5 separate regions of the Mus musculus genome follow, and regions 2, 3, 4 and 5 are each linked to region 1. A link is a contact called in public ChIA-PET and promoter capture Hi-C data. All regions are on one chromosome and are shown on one strand. Each heading gives the region's core, a stretch centred on a gene start, on an enhancer-like site or on the middle of the called end of the contact. The rest is flanking DNA. Distances are from core to core; before and after follow the strand shown. Region 1 holds the start of Cd69 (CD69 antigen). Region 2 holds the start of Klrb1b (killer cell lectin-like receptor subfamily B member 1B). Region 3 holds the start of Clec2i (C-type lectin domain family 2, member i). Region 4 holds the start of Klrk1 (killer cell lectin-like receptor subfamily K, member 1). Region 5 holds the start of Clec2g (C-type lectin domain family 2, member g).

What was found. Promoter capture Hi-C pulls out the DNA fragments that hold promoters and counts their contacts. ChIA-PET counts read pairs in DNA pulled down with a chosen protein or histone mark. Capture Hi-C pulls out chosen DNA fragments and counts their contacts.
Region 2: a promoter capture Hi-C map of neutrophils shows a contact between it and region 1. The contact joins the promoter of Klrb1b here to the promoter of Cd69 in region 1. A contact is called at or near these places in 19 of 39 promoter capture datasets (the 3T3-L1 cell line, 3T3-L1-derived adipocytes, the C10 cell line and 14 more), 2 of 484 Hi-C or Micro-C datasets (B cells and bone marrow-derived macrophages), 14 of 115 datasets of contacts at active chromatin or transcription factors (the 230-238 cell line, CD8 T cells, the SCID.adh cell line and 11 more) and 4 of 9 other capture datasets (adipose tissue, liver, macrophages and 1 more).
Region 3: a contact with region 1 is called in an RNA polymerase II ChIA-PET map of memory CD8 T cells, with 771 read pairs. The contact joins the promoter of Clec2i here to the promoter of Cd69 in region 1. A contact is called at or near these places in 14 of 39 promoter capture datasets (3T3-L1-derived adipocytes, the C10 cell line, the HPC-7 cell line and 11 more), 3 of 484 Hi-C or Micro-C datasets (B cells, bone marrow-derived macrophages and nephron progenitors), 9 of 115 datasets of contacts at active chromatin or transcription factors (the 230-238 cell line, CD8 T cells, DN3 thymocytes and 5 more) and 3 of 9 other capture datasets (adipose tissue, liver and macrophages).
Region 4: an RNA polymerase II ChIA-PET map of effector CD8 T cells shows a contact between it and region 1, with 7 read pairs. The contact joins the promoter of Klrk1 here to the promoter of Cd69 in region 1. A contact is called at or near these places in 2 of 115 datasets of contacts at active chromatin or transcription factors (effector CD8 T cells and memory CD8 T cells).
Region 5: a contact with region 1 is called in a promoter capture Hi-C map of adipose tissue, with 4 times the contacts expected there. The contact joins the promoter of Clec2g here to the promoter of Cd69 in region 1. A contact is called at or near these places in 7 of 39 promoter capture datasets (the 3T3-L1 cell line, embryonic stem cells, hippocampal neurons and 3 more), 1 of 115 datasets of contacts at active chromatin or transcription factors (pancreatic cancer cells) and 3 of 9 other capture datasets (adipose tissue, liver and macrophages).

The regions. Positions count from the first base shown.
Region 1 is chr6:129,273,989-129,276,863 of GRCm38.p6, reverse strand. It overlaps Cd69 (CD69 antigen), which reads left to right and starts at 1,495. Exons shown (of 5, transcript NM_001033122.4): 1 at 1,495-1,642. The coding sequence starts at 1,579.
Region 2 is chr6:128,824,967-128,827,841 of GRCm38.p6, reverse strand. Klrb1b (killer cell lectin-like receptor subfamily B member 1B) reads left to right here and starts at 1,527. Exons shown (of 6, transcript NM_030599.4): 1 at 1,527-1,683. The coding sequence starts at 1,596.
Region 3 is chr6:128,886,243-128,889,117 of GRCm38.p6, reverse strand. Clec2i (C-type lectin domain family 2, member i) reads right to left here and starts at 1,531. Exons shown (of 6, transcript NM_020257.2): 1 at 1,452-1,531. The coding sequence starts at 1,483. The region is part of intron 1 of BC035044 (cDNA sequence BC035044); the gene reads left to right.
Region 4 is chr6:129,621,326-129,624,200 of GRCm38.p6, reverse strand. It overlaps Klrk1 (killer cell lectin-like receptor subfamily K, member 1), which reads left to right and starts at 1,518. Exons shown (of 8, transcript NM_033078.4): 1 at 1,518-1,664. The coding sequence starts at 1,628.
Region 5 is chr6:128,933,014-128,935,888 of GRCm38.p6, reverse strand. Clec2g (C-type lectin domain family 2, member g) reads right to left here and starts at 1,508. Exons shown (of 7, transcript NM_027562.4): 1 at 1,407-1,508. The coding sequence starts at 1,472.

The sequences.
Region 1 (2,875 bases), core at 246-2,745:
GAATTAATTACCTTATTTATTATGGGAAAACCTGGCACATAGGCATATGGAAAAAGAACCGCTAAGACACAACCGAAAGACCTAAAGGCCCTGCAGTGGCAGGCTCCTGGGCACTCCTATGGAATAAGAAGAAGCTCTCTGTTGTAGAGGGAAAGTAATAGAGGAAGTGCCCAGAGGCCAATGTAGAGGTTCTTCTTGGCTGTAAGGTCTTTGGATTTTAAGGAACCTTTATTAGGAAGCCTTTGGTGAGCTGAATGTTCTCAACAAGATGATATGACATACTTAATCTCATCCCAGCTGCTGTGCAGGAAAGATACTGAGAACAAAAAGGCACATTAGGACCAGCATGTACCTGTCTGTGTCTCAAGCAGACAAATCCACCTGCTGGCTCACCTCAGTTGTCTGTGCCGGTACCTTCCAAGCAACCTAAGCATTATATCTTCACAAAGGCAAACCAGACAACTTTACTCCAGGTCCTTTGACAATCTCTCCATTCTCTGCTCTATTCCATATGTCAAATGTAGAGATCATTCCAGAATGTAAGAAATCATGCTTGTAATTTTTTAAGATCCTCACACTTGACTTACCAAAACAGACATTTTCTGCATTTATGTGGTGCTCAATAACTTATCTGAATGAGATGGATATCATGGGAAGATATGTGTATAGGGATCATCTTCCAAATATCCGAGGCCACAGACACCTGAAAAGGACATGGGGAAATAGAAGGAGATATTCTGCAGTGAGACAAAGTAAGTTTGACAGTGGAGGATGACAAGAAAATGAGCAAGGGATGATGAAATAGATAACTGAAGAGAAACAGTTTTAGATCACACCGAGGAAGTTTCAGACCACAAGCTTTCTGTTTCCTGCACTAAAGCAACTCCTGACACTTGAAAGAACTAGTCTCTGGGGAAAAAAGAAGTGAATGCCACACGTTTTAAATCCATAATTAACTAAATAAAACTTGTCCAATTGAGAGAGAGGGAGAGAGAGAGCCACAAAGATAGAGATTTTAAAATCCCTACTCAACAGTACATCTTCTGGCCACCAACAGCACCTGGTACATAATGGGTATTCAATAAATGCCTGTACCTGCCTACATATACAAAGAAACCAATGCAAAGGATTGCATGAAAAAGTTTTACTCTCTCTTCCAGTGCTTTTCCATGTCAAATACAGCAATCTCAAACTTTTAGCTCCTTGTTTAGATTATACCATTTCCTAAGTTATTTGTGTTTTTAAAAGTTTGTGGAAGGATGTCTTCGATTCTGGGAAAATCCCATTTATCTCTTCCTCTTGAAGCTACAGTTGTGAGAAAGCACATTTCAGACAGCAGGGAAAACCCGCAGCTCACCACAACAACACACGGTGAAGTGTCTAGGCCGCTGGAGCATAAATTAAAGAGAACTGGCTGAGTTGAGTGAGTACAGGGTAGGAGGAAGGGGTGGAGCCTAATCGAGTATAAAGGCTGAAATCCTCCGAGATCAAGACACTGAACAAGACAGCTCCAGCTACATCTCTCCGTGGACCACTTGAGAGTCGCCAGGGACCTTGAGGGGAAAAAAATTAAAAAGGATGGATTCTGAAAACTGTTCTATAACGGAAAATAGCTCTTCACATCTGGAGAGAGGGCAGAAGGGTAAGTCATGTGATTTCTTACATTCTGGAATGATCTCTACATTTGATGTGTGGAATAGAGCGGAGAATGGAGAGATTATCAGAGGACTTGGTTATGTTCTGTTTCAATCAGTAAAAGAGAAACTGGGCATAGGTAAATACCTCTCTAGCTATGAGAAGACAAGATACTTGTATGAGAGAGAGCTATATGACTTTCAGATGATCTTGAAAGGACTTTTCCTTTGAATAGATTTGTAACATCTCAACTCGTGGATTTAAATGATAAATGATAAATTGCCTGGCTTGACCTAGTTATTCTCTATAGTTTTCCCATAACCACCATCATCAGTAAGTTTTATCCTTTTCTTTATGAAGAACTCTGTTTTTCACACAAAGAGTTACGTTCTTGCTCTTTCCTTATCCATTTGCCTGCTTTCTGTGTGTATTCCCTCATTAGTGTTCTCCTCATGAATCCTCCAGTGGTTAGCAGCATTCGGGTCTCCAGGCTCAGAGAAAACAGCATTACACACACCTGAACATGTGCAGTGTCATATGGTGATGCATTAGAATGTAACCCTGTCATTAAAATGTCATCTTCTGCAGAGACCTATGGAATCTCCTCCTTACATTTTGTTCTGTCTCTCTCCTCCAATGAATCACTTCAAATTCTATGACTATATATTTTTCTTCCTTTTTACAAAAGCATGATCACCCTTCACATTTCTGTCTCTTCTGTCTGTTTCTATCTGAGTTGTAAGGAGCCCTCCAGCACTTAGCACTTGGGAATGAGAGTTATTTGAAAGCACGAGCGATCCAGTTAATAAAGGGATTTGCTATGACCAACACCGCCAAGATAGTTGGTGAGGAACGAATTATTTTCTGAGTTTCTCTGTCAAGTTGTCTTGTTGTGTAAAAAAATTAAAAATAAAAAATTTTTTAAAAGTCTCAGTTACCTTTAAAATCTCATCCCTTCTTTGAGAGCATGAAGTCAAAAACATAGATATAAAGTCTACAATATTCATTTTTAGATACCTAAGCAACCCATACCTATATGTCTCACTTAAATTTTTTTTAAAAAGCAGATAATAATGAAACTATAATAAATAGTGGAATGAAGGAAAGACCAAATGCAGAAATTCCTGACCTGGCCTGGGGTCAGCTCCATCTACCTTTGTATATTTAACTTATGTTCTCACGGCCATGACCTTAGCAACACAGCAGCAGTGGAATCAACAGGCTCCTCCTTGGGTGACTG
Region 2 (2,875 bases), core at 278-2,777, 450 kb after region 1:
ATTTCAATGTTGGGCTTGCAGAGATGGCTCAGTAGTCAAGAGCACCAGCTGTCCTTCCAGAGGGACAATTCCCACCTTACATGGCAACATGGCAGCTCACACCCACAGAACACCAATACACATACAATAATAAAGTAAACCTAAAAACCACCTTAAACGTCAATCCTCAAAGATTTATTTTTCATCTAATCTCAGCTTCAGACTTCTCTGTACTCTATTGATCTTTCTAATCTATCCTCTTATTCACTGACCCGAAGGCTGTTTGCTTAAGCATAATCCATGAGCCACCTCAAATATTTGGAATGTTATTCACACATTTCCCACTGAAGATACTCGTGATATCTAGGGAAGAGAGGAGGGTTAAGTATAGGAAGTGAATTATTAACAAACTTTCAGGTGATTCTTATATATACTAAAGCCTGAGGTCCTGATGTATTTGAAATTTATATATACACTAACATTTCAGCACTGGTTGAAATTAGTACTGTTGCCTGCTAGGTTTAGTAATCTGAGCAAAATAAATACATAGGATCTCTCAGGATGGACAAGTCTGGAGAATCCCATACACTTGTTGAAGTCTTAGGTTTCAATAGCATGAGTATTGAGTGAGGGGACTGTCATCAGTGACAGCTGAGGACATTTCACAGTGTCTTAAGTGATCTGTGAGATACTAACACAGGCTTACCCATACTTCATAGTCATTATGGTCATGGAAAAATGAGTGTGAGCCCCAAGTTGTCTGTACACATCCCCTGTCTCCTAGAACTCACAGCCAGCAGACTGCTGCCAGTACCCGATACTTGTTCAACTCCACTCTGACCACAGAAAGTGGCTTTAAGGAAATCCTTGATTTTCTTCTTCTTTTTCACTTGTGATATGACAATACCCGACATGGGGGCATTTGTGGTCCTTGCTCTAAGGCTCTAGGCCTACAAATCCTTCGATGAGTTAGCACATCCCATAGACCCAAGTCCTCCACTCCCTGAGCTCTGAATGATGGAGCCCTTAGCTCAGAACAGCACTGAGTGGGACCTGCTGCTTTTCCTGTTGTGTTGCCATGGGTTCTCACCACAGCAGCATCTCCACAATCCACAGCTCCCTTCACAGTATGCAAATTTCAGGAGGATGTTAGAGCTTCAACTCACGTCAGATAGTACCGTGGACATTTGTGTCCTAATCCACATTTTCATAACATAGAATAAAATGTCACACATCTTAATCCCTGGGGGCTGAGGGAAAGGTAAATTTGAACTCAGGATAAATATTTCACTCATTGGAGATCTGAGAGGATAACTCATAACGGATGGTTAGAGGAATAAGAACATAAGAAAGACCTTTCCAGAAATTTGTTAGAAACCAAACCGTACGTTCTGTATGTGGCACATTCTTGTCTAAAGAAAAAAAGAAAAGGAAGCCTGAGAGTAGGACAGACACCAGGTCAATAGCTATGGAGAAACCCTCAGCCACCAGTGTGGGCGGGTGTGGACACACACAGCACAGCATACCCAGCGGACTTCCTTTTTGGCTCATTTCACCTCACAGGACTCAAAGTTTGTCCCTGTTCACGAGGCCGGTGTCAAGTCCCTCCATCTACAATGGATTCAACAACACTGGTCTATGCAGATTTAAACCTAGCCAGGATCCAAGAACCTAAGCATGATTCACCTCCATCTCTTTCCCCAGGTAAGCAGCTTGCTTCTGGCATTTGAATTATCTTCCAGAGTTAAGATTATCCTCCAAAACTTATGGGTGTAAGTCATTGATTTAAAGGTGACAAGCAGGTATATGTTAGAGTTAAATAGTATAGCTATCCTGCCTGCAGAAAACCACAGTTCTACAAATGCCATAGAGTCCATTTTTACTCGTGTAGTCAGAAGGAAATCCGAACATTACTTCTCCTATTCTGCCTTTGCTAAGAATTCTAAGAAAGAATATTTTACTCCCATGAGCCAAGGGGTGGTTTAAGAGATACTTGCTGCATTCCATTGCTAATTCCAAATTCGTCTACAGAACATGGACACTACGATCCCGTTCTACCTTGGTGGCAACCCCAGCTCTCCCTTCACAGTGAAGTGTGTAGACGTCATTGTTAATGTCTTTGTCGCCTGAAAAGGAAGACATTCGTTGTGGGGAAAGTCATAGTAAAAATGAAAGGTCTGAATTAAATTAAAAGCCAGTAATTTTTATATATTAAAATTTATTCAATTTGTTAAAAAGCTGGTTCTTTCTCTCTTGCAAAGTATAACAGCTATAAGTGGAGGAACCACAAGTTACCTGAGCCAGTTGGGAATTAATCTTTCAATGCTGGCCAAAAGTAGCACTCTTGTCCACCAGAGGATTTAATGATTCTAGCAAAAGAAATGTGGAAGTCTACCAAGAGGTGAAGTATGTGACATAAGGATGGCTGAGATGTAAGAGAACAGAAACTCAGGTAGAGAGTGTATAAAATAATCATGAAAACAAAATTCTAGTCTGCTGTCTAACTGAACACAGGGCAGTTGTTTTCCAATATGATGTTCTCTATGTGTTGTAACATGTGGACTTCCAACTTTAGTGGTTCTTGTTAGAAACTATTAAATTGTCAAAGGTTTGAGTCAAGGAGAAAGTCTCAGAGTCACCAAATAAATTTCATTATAATGTTTACGTAAGGGTCAGTGGAGAGTGGAAGAGGGCCTGGTAGATAACTCCACGGGGAGTGATGGTGTCAGCTATTTTGTGTTGGGAAAAAGCAAGTCTTTGTTTTCCCATCATGCCTAACAAAAGTGGAGAAAAGACCTTGTTGAAAATGGTATAAGAAAACCAGCAAGATTCTGCTGAAAAGACCCTGATATAGCTGTCTCTTAGGAGGCTATGCTGGTGCCTGGCAAACACAGAA
Region 3 (2,875 bases), core at 282-2,781, 390 kb after region 1:
GTAGCCAAGATTTGTTCTCAGGTCCGGAAGGTGATGAAAAAAGTCGCCATTTTAGAACCTCACCATTTTATTGCTCAGTCATGGACTCTCTTAAGGCCCTCTGGTGTTCATCTAGACTACTAGCCCTCAGAAGCACATGGCTTATCTGAGAAACAGTAGTATTACTCACGACCTTTCTCTTTGGGTATGAGTCAGAGGAGGTGAAAACATTAGAGAAGCTGCGGTGGCTTCTAGAGAGACCACTGTGAGACAGCAGATACAGTAACTTTCACCAAATTCAGTTGCTTTATGTCCCTTGGCCTGTGCTGTGAGGACCTGGCTGCCATTTTTAACCCATAGAAAAGTCTGAAGAACAAAGGAAATCTTTACTTTTCTAAGTTTTCCCAACACAACAGGTGCTATGGCTTACTGTGAGGAGTATGGGACTTGGTGGAACCTGGCTATAGCTCACAGTCAAAGGCAGCAGGCCAATCATACCTGCTACTCTGCCTCAAGAAGACCCTGTTTTACACTCTGGTTAAGGGTCTGTTTAAGGGACCAGGATAGCCGTGGAGGAGGGTACTTTAGGTGTGCACAGGATGGCATGGAGTAGGGCCCTAGGGTTGAAGGGAGGCATGGTTAGGTCTCCCTCTTCCTCGACCTGTCCCCCACCTCCCAGAACAGTATTTCCAATCATCTTAGCAGCTAGGCTGTCCACTCTGAAGGAGCTTGCCTGGTATCCTCAGGCTGCCACTAGGCCATTGATCTAACAACAATTGTGAACTCTGCTTTTCAAGAAATTTGATATTTTATTCCTAAACAAAAGTATTAAAGTGGGGGTAAAGTCATGGCTCAACAGGGAAGGGAGCTTGCTGCTCTTGCAGAGAGAGGACTTGGTTCATTCCCAGCACCCAGTGAACTAAAACTGTAGATGGATTTGTAGATGGGATAAATCTCCCACCCCCACCCTACTGGAAAAAAACTGATCCTTCCCTGATGCCACAAGAGTCATTTAAGGCCAGAAAGAGTATTACCTGATACCCGTGTCCTTGGGAAGAGAGAAATTCCAAAAGCTTGGAGGTTTGGGGAAGGGGGAGTGCTGTGGGAGCCTGAAAAGAAAGTTGTAGGTAGGTGTGGAGGAGGGGCACTTAAGGTGTGGGCTGGGTGGCAGGGTGGGCCAGAGCACCCCCAAGGTCCTCCAGTCAATCCTCCAGGAATCTGGGCACCTGCTTTGATTTACAAACTCAAAAGGTTGCACTCCTCCCAATCGTATTTAAGTAACATTGGCCATACCAGAAAGCACAGAGTGGCATCGGTACTTTCCGACCACAGCAGAGCTCCCACCGTCCACCCCACCCCAGCCTCAGCTGATCTATAGAGACCCACTATGGCAGGCTAACAGGAGCAAGATCCAGCTCCCCTGAGGAAGCCTCCCCCACTTTAGTTTAGTTAGCATTTCATTAAATACGTACAGTTTTTCTCCTGTCTCCAAGCAATCTGGCATGGGAGGCTCTGCACCACTATCTTCTTGCTGAAGCAATGAGCCCGCCCCTTTTTCCCCTCTGTCTTCCCTCTATATTTTGTGAGTTGTGGGCGGATTTTCACATCAGCTGACTTGATAAGCTGCCAGAGATTGGGTGCCTACCTAGATCTGGAACTGAAAAACTGCGGCGGGGTGGGGGGAGGGGGAGCATGTTATACTGTAAAAGAAATAAACAGAGTTGAGACATATTTTAGATTTCAAGGTACAAAAAGTAACTTTTTTGAAACAGGGTTTCTCTGTGTAGCCCTGGATATCCTGGAACTCACTCTGTAGACCAGGCTGGCCTTGAACTCAGAAATCTGCCTGTCTCTGCCTCCCCAGTGCTGGGATTAATGGTGTGCACCACCACTGCCCGGCCTTGTGTGTGTGTGTGTGTGTGTGTGTGTGTGTGTGTGTGTGTGTGTGTGTGTAAGGCACTTTTATTGTGTGTGGTGACAGGGATCAAACTCAGAGCTTTGTACATGAGAAGTGTGAAGTCTACCATTCAGCTGTGCCATTGGACACCAGTCAAATATAACTCTATTCACTGCAGAAGATCACTAGGCGTACTTGACCTTTCTCTACTATGCCTGTCTACTTTCTCTTTGCCTCGCCAAAACTTTACTGTTGAGAACATTTCTTTTTTATTATTAATTACTTTATTTATTTACATTTCAAATGTTGTTGCCTTCCTCACCTCCTTTCCATGAACCCCTCATGTCATTCCCCACTTCCTTTCCCCCACCCACCTACCTACCCCTGCCTCAAGCCTAGAGCCTAGAACATCCCCCTTCTCTGGGGTGTCAAGCCTCTACTGGACCAAGTGCCTCCCCTCCCACTGAAGCAGGATGAGGCAGTTAGTCCTCTACTACACATGCAGCTGGAGCCATGGACCCATCTGTGGATACACTTTGATTAGCGGTTTAGTGCCTAGGAGCTCTGGGGCATGCAGTTAGTTGATACAGCTAGCCCTCTGGACTTCTCTCCTGTCTCTTCCCACACCTGATCCTGCCCACCCATTTTTCCCTCCCCCTCCCCTCTATCACACAGGTCCCTTCCTCCCTCCGACTCCCATGATTTTTTGTTTCTCCTCCTAAGTGAGATTGAACCATCTACACTTTGGCCTCCTTCTTGTTAAGCTTCATATGGTCTGTGACTTGTATCATGGGTATTCTGAGCTTTTGGGCTAATAACTACTTATGAGTGAGTTCAGATCATGTATGTCCTTTTGGGTCTGGGTTACCTCACTCAAGATGATATTTTCTAGGTCTATCCATTTGCCAGCAAAATTCATGAAGCCCTTGTTTTTAATAGCTGAGTAATATTTCATTGTGTAAATGTAACACATCTTCTTCCCTTGGGGGACGTCTGGGT
Region 4 (2,875 bases), core at 269-2,768, 350 kb before region 1:
AGATTGAAAACTATATTTTGTATTTTTTTGCACTTCTGATTTCCATGTTATATAACGCCATTGTTTACTTTTCAAAACTCCACTCTATTTCTTACCATTAAGATCATCATTGTCCATCCCTAAGGGCTTGACACTTATTCACCAACTGTGATCAAACCGCCTTCAGCAAATAAGCCACGTTGTGTGTGGCAGGAATGATAGCTGTGCTGTGGTTGTGTGGGGGTTCTTTACAAGAAGATGAAACTGACCCTTTCACAACGGCCTCGGAGATGAAATTACTCAAACATCTTCACTTTCAGTTCCAATTTTTTTCTGAGGACAAGGCCCACATTTTCTAGTTGAGTTGAAGGCTTTGACTCACAAGAAACAGGATCTCCCTTCTCTGCTCAGGTCTGTGAGTCTACATACTTATACATATATTTCTAACAGCTTTTTTTCCCATAAAATAGGAGTTATATGTCAAGTCAGGAAAGTTCTATAACTATTTACATGCCAGGTAATTGTAGCTTACATGTTTGAGTAGAAATACTGAAGGCAAATAGTGCTTTGCTTGTCTGAGGTTTGATATACTCTGTATCACTATATCCAGTGTCCATAACCAGGGCAGTCCTACTGAAGAGTAAGAAGTTATGTTGCTGAAATAATAGGCCCTACCTCTTAAGCAAAGTATATTTTGGGAATTAGAAGGCTGACGTTTGACTGAGAATTAACACACAAATGAAATAATCTTATGAAGGGGTCGTTTTACTTCAGAGCTAACACAACTTCACATTCATGAAGAGACAAGTAGTGTGCATTTCATTCAGTTATCATATTCATGTATGAATAGTGCCCATTTTAAAGACCTGAGCACTATATATTAAACAGCTACTCTATGGGAACACTTCTAGACAATGGAAATGTTGCAATATACACATCTATGAAATTATTTGAATGCAGATGTTACACCACTCAATGTAACAATAAAACATGATGAAAATGGTAACATTTTATTGATGGTGATAGACAGAAGTTTTACTAAAAGATGAGAAAATCTACAACAGAAACTTATGTATCTGACATTTATTTATCTTACAAAAAAATCCATCACCAAGTAAAAACTACAAACAAAACATTTTATGTGCTGAAGTTCAATGTCAGGAAGCCAAAATTTTTTATTAACTATCTCATTGTAAATAAATTAAAAATACTTAATTGATTTTAATCAATTATTCAAACTGTATTTTGAAATAGTGAGTCTTTATTTTACCATAAAAATATTAAATTCCCCCTGTCTTGGATGAGCTGTTATTTCCATTATTTCATATTTAAAGAAAATTCTTTTCTATATTATACTTGTCTAAAACAAATATTTTCATCTCACCATAGAGACAGCAGAAAAAAAATCTGTTAGAATTTACCTTGTCTATATGAGTCTTTTGTGTATTACAGAAATTAGGACAGATTCGGAAGTGGTGTCACATATCTTTAATCTCAGCATTCAGGAAGCAGAGGCAGATTATCTCTGTAAATCTGAGGTAGCCATGGCTGCAGAGAGATACACTGTCTTAAAAAATGTTAGTTAATAAATAACAAAAACTACAACCTGGATCAGTTTCTGAAGTAAATCTCTCATAATTCTCACATAATGGCATTGATTCGTGATCGAAAGTCTCATCACTCAGGTATGTTGTGTCCATATGAATGTATATGTCTACTGCTCTGTAGTGTTAATATACCCAGCATCTATCTCTACGAGGCAATGATAAACATGGGAAACCGCTTAACTGTTTTTCTCATTATGTTCATTTCCTGTTATACTTATAATGCATTTAAAATTTAGTTTTTGAGATTGTGGAAAGCTTTTTCCCTTTAATTCATCATCTACCTACTCCACTGTGAAATCATTTATAACATAGGATGGGTTGGAATAATGAAAAGGCATAGCACTTGGAATCAGAAGAGCTGAATTTTAATTAAACTTTCCAAGCTTTCCATCTTTAAATCGGGGCAGTCCATGGTCTCTGTGCATTTTCATTTTGTTTATACCAATAGAAAAATAAATCATTCTGAATTTACCTTAGCAGAATCCTAGACTATGCAACTCATGGAATATAGAACTTAAAAGTGCCTCTTATTCTAAAAAGTGTTATGAATTGCTCATAGATACTATGCTGAATATCTCTGGCATTCAAAATTTTCACTAAACATAATAACCTGTACTCTTCGGGTCTTATAATTGAATTATATGCAAACAATGTTTAAGGCCAATATTTAAGCCTAAAATAAATTTGATAAAATCTTTTCATTTACACAATGATCAAATTGACAATGGAAATTTTAAGAAAAAAAAAAACCAAAATTTTTTTTTCCAACTTGCTTTGTTCAAAGACAAGACTGTCATATTTATTATAAGACTTAGGAATATACCATTCGGGTCTTTATATGCTCCCAACTCTCAAAGAATTTGGCACACTAGTATTTACTCTTGTACAGAGTTGGCATTATTCATACCAAGGTCATCATGCTTTGTTTCATTGTTATCATGTCCATAGGCTATTGTATTGATGCTTTTCTCTTCTATACTGTAGAGATCTGAATACAGATTTAAATTACTTCTACTTATCAATATTACATCTAGGTGTATTGTGTAATTATATATCCATCTTCCTCTATTTCCTTCCATTGCATAAAGTCCGCTTTGATGTTAGATTTCATTTTACATTATGAACTGGTTTATTTCAAAATTCCGTACTATTTTGCTAACTCTAATTCTCCAAGGAATAAGCATTTTTATGTCTGTTAGAAAGTATAACCATCTTAATAATAAGGTAACAAAAGCAAAGGAAACACATGCTGCCCTTTAAAAGGATGTTCATGGGAAGTATATCCATAG
Region 5 (2,875 bases), core at 259-2,758, 340 kb after region 1:
ATAGGGACCTGGGTACTGTTTGGACTATAGATGAACTGTCATTTTTTAATTAATATGTAACTCCAAGATTAAAATTTATTCTTCCCCAGGATTCTGACACCATTGGCTATTGTAGCTTGACAGCTAGAAAACAGACCTAGCTCCTTACCCTAAGATAATCCACCATGATACTTACACATTAATAAATTCGTTAACTAGCTAGGGCTGCCAGAATTTTTTTTTTTTTTTTTTTTTTTTTTGGTTTCTCAAGACAGTGTTTCTCTGTATAGTCCTGGCTGTCCTGAAACTCACTTTGTAGACCAGGCTGGCCTCGAACTGAAAAATCCGCCTGCCTCTGCCTCCCAAGTGCTAGGATTAAAGGCAAGCACCACCACCACCCTCATGACTGCCAGATTTCTTAATGACCTCACAAAAACAATATGCAAGTTCAAGCTTTCAAAGATTTAACCTGTTGCTTCTTTACCTAAACTCAGTTTCTATTGACTAAATGCTTCATATTTCCTCTTCTTGAGATGTCATTTTCCTAACATTATTGGAAATGCTGAAGAATCAATCAATCGTCATCATCATTATCAGTAATAATAATAATAGTTTCAGTCAGAATACTTGCTTTAAGTGATAAGCATTAACATTTGCTGTGAATTTTGTATATTGATAAATATCAATCTTGTTTTCTCAAAATCCAGTATTCTTCAATAAATGACAAAAAGAGACATAAAGGAACACAATATAATGAAGCATATACAGTTTGAAACACAAGAAACATAATTTTGCTTACTTTCTGAAGGCTGAAGTAGAAAACCCCATTATATTCTTTTTCTGTAACTTATCAAGAACTCAAAATGGGAAGGAATTGGTCCAGGGAAGTTTCAGCCCCCCCCCACCCCCACCCCCACCCCATGCCACCTCCTTACAATTCAATTTTAATTACAATGGATTTGCAAAACACACGCTCCAAGCTTCCCAGGCAACTTCTGTCACTATGCACATTGCAAAGCTGTTGTCTGAGTTTCCTTCACTCAGGGACATGTAAAGCAAACTTTTACTACAGCAATTTGGTGTAATCCACCAGACTGTAATTTACCAGATCTCTGAGAAGAGTGGACTAGCAAGATAAGTACAAAGAACGAAAGCTGTAGCTACAGCTCTGGCTCTTAGAAGGTGACTCACTGTTCATTTCTCTTGCCTGAGAACTATTCGAGTATTGTATACTCCAATAGAATAACTAATGTAACAACCTCATAGCTAATCCCGACTGCATTCTCCTGCTCTGCAGACCCGCAGTGACGGGCTCACAGACGCCCTTCTGTCCTTATTTTGTTCAAGGTTCAGCTCTTTTGCCTTCCTTCCCTGGTGAAGCTCCTCTCTGCTCTTATAGTTTGGTTCAAATAGTATTGAATACGTACCCACTTCTCCCTCCTGCAGCTGCAAGTGGTGTTGAGCATAGGTAGGGAAGCCCTTGTAATGTTCATCTCAGAGCTGAGAAGCTGAGTTACCACTATAGGATTGAAACTTGAAAGCTGACAGGCACAAATATATGGGATTTGATCAACTCAACCCAACCGGCCAATCTGGTAGCTCGAGCTCCTCCTTCCTGTGCAAATTTGTTTGACTCATTGTAAGAAAGGCATTTATTATTATAGGGTGGATCCCTGGATCCAAATCCATACCCCATAATCAGCATCCAAACGCTGACACCATTGCATACACTAGCAAGATTTTATCGAAAGGACCCAGATGTAGCTGTCTCTTGTGAGACTATGCCAGGGCCTAGCAAACACAGAAGTGGATGCTCACAGTCAGCTAATGGATGGATCACAGGGCTCCCAATGGAAGAGCTAGAGAAATTACCCAAGGAGCTAAAGGGATCTGCAACCCTATAGGTGGAACAACATTATGAACTAACCAGTACCCCGGAGCTCTTGACTCTAGCTGCATATGTATCAAAAGATGGCCTAGTCGGCCATCACTGGAAAGAGAGGCCCATTGGACACGCAAACTTTATATGCCCCAGTACAGGGGAACGCCAGGGCCAAAAAGGGGGAGTGGGTGGGTAGGGGAGTGGGGGTGGGTGGGTATGGGGGACTTTTGGTATAGCATCGGAAATGTAAATGAGCTAAATACCTAATAAAAAATGGAAAAAAAAAAAAGAAAGGCATTTCCTTAGACTGTAATGAAGTGAAACTAATGCTGTAGACAAAGAGATTTTAACAAAGCCAAAAGGGGCTGGATGATGAGACCAGTTTTACTGTCCAGCGGGAATCAATTTGGAAATAAAAGATGACAACAAAAAAACACACAAACACACACACACAAAACAACTACAAAAACAACAAAAAGAAAATATTACCAATTCTTTCCTGCCCTGAATACCACACATCAGACAGTGATCCTCAGGGTAGGTGAGCCCTATGGTGTTACAACTCTGAGTTTTGAGGGCATTATTTACAGGGACACCCAGAGCAAGGTCAGAGGAGTCTCTGTGTTAAAAAGCCCAGAGACAAAATCTCTAGGAGACAGAGTCAGAAAGGAGAGAGTTGGGGATCACAGTCAGAGCTAAACACACTTCTTGCCTCTCAGGGAATAAGAGATCCTTTGTTCGGGAGCCAGATCCTGCCTCAGGACTACAGACTCAGGCTGTCTAATATTACATGTTTACATATGGAAACATTTTGCTACTGGTGTGGAGACAGAATGATAATGCCCACTGCCACTTTTATCACCACAAGGAATGCCTCTAGACCAGTGTTTCTCAACCTTGCCCATGCTGTGACACTTTAATACAGTTCTGCACACTGTGATGATTCTCGACCATAAAATTACTTTGTTGTTACTTCATAACTGTAATTCTGGTACGATTATGAAGTATAATGTA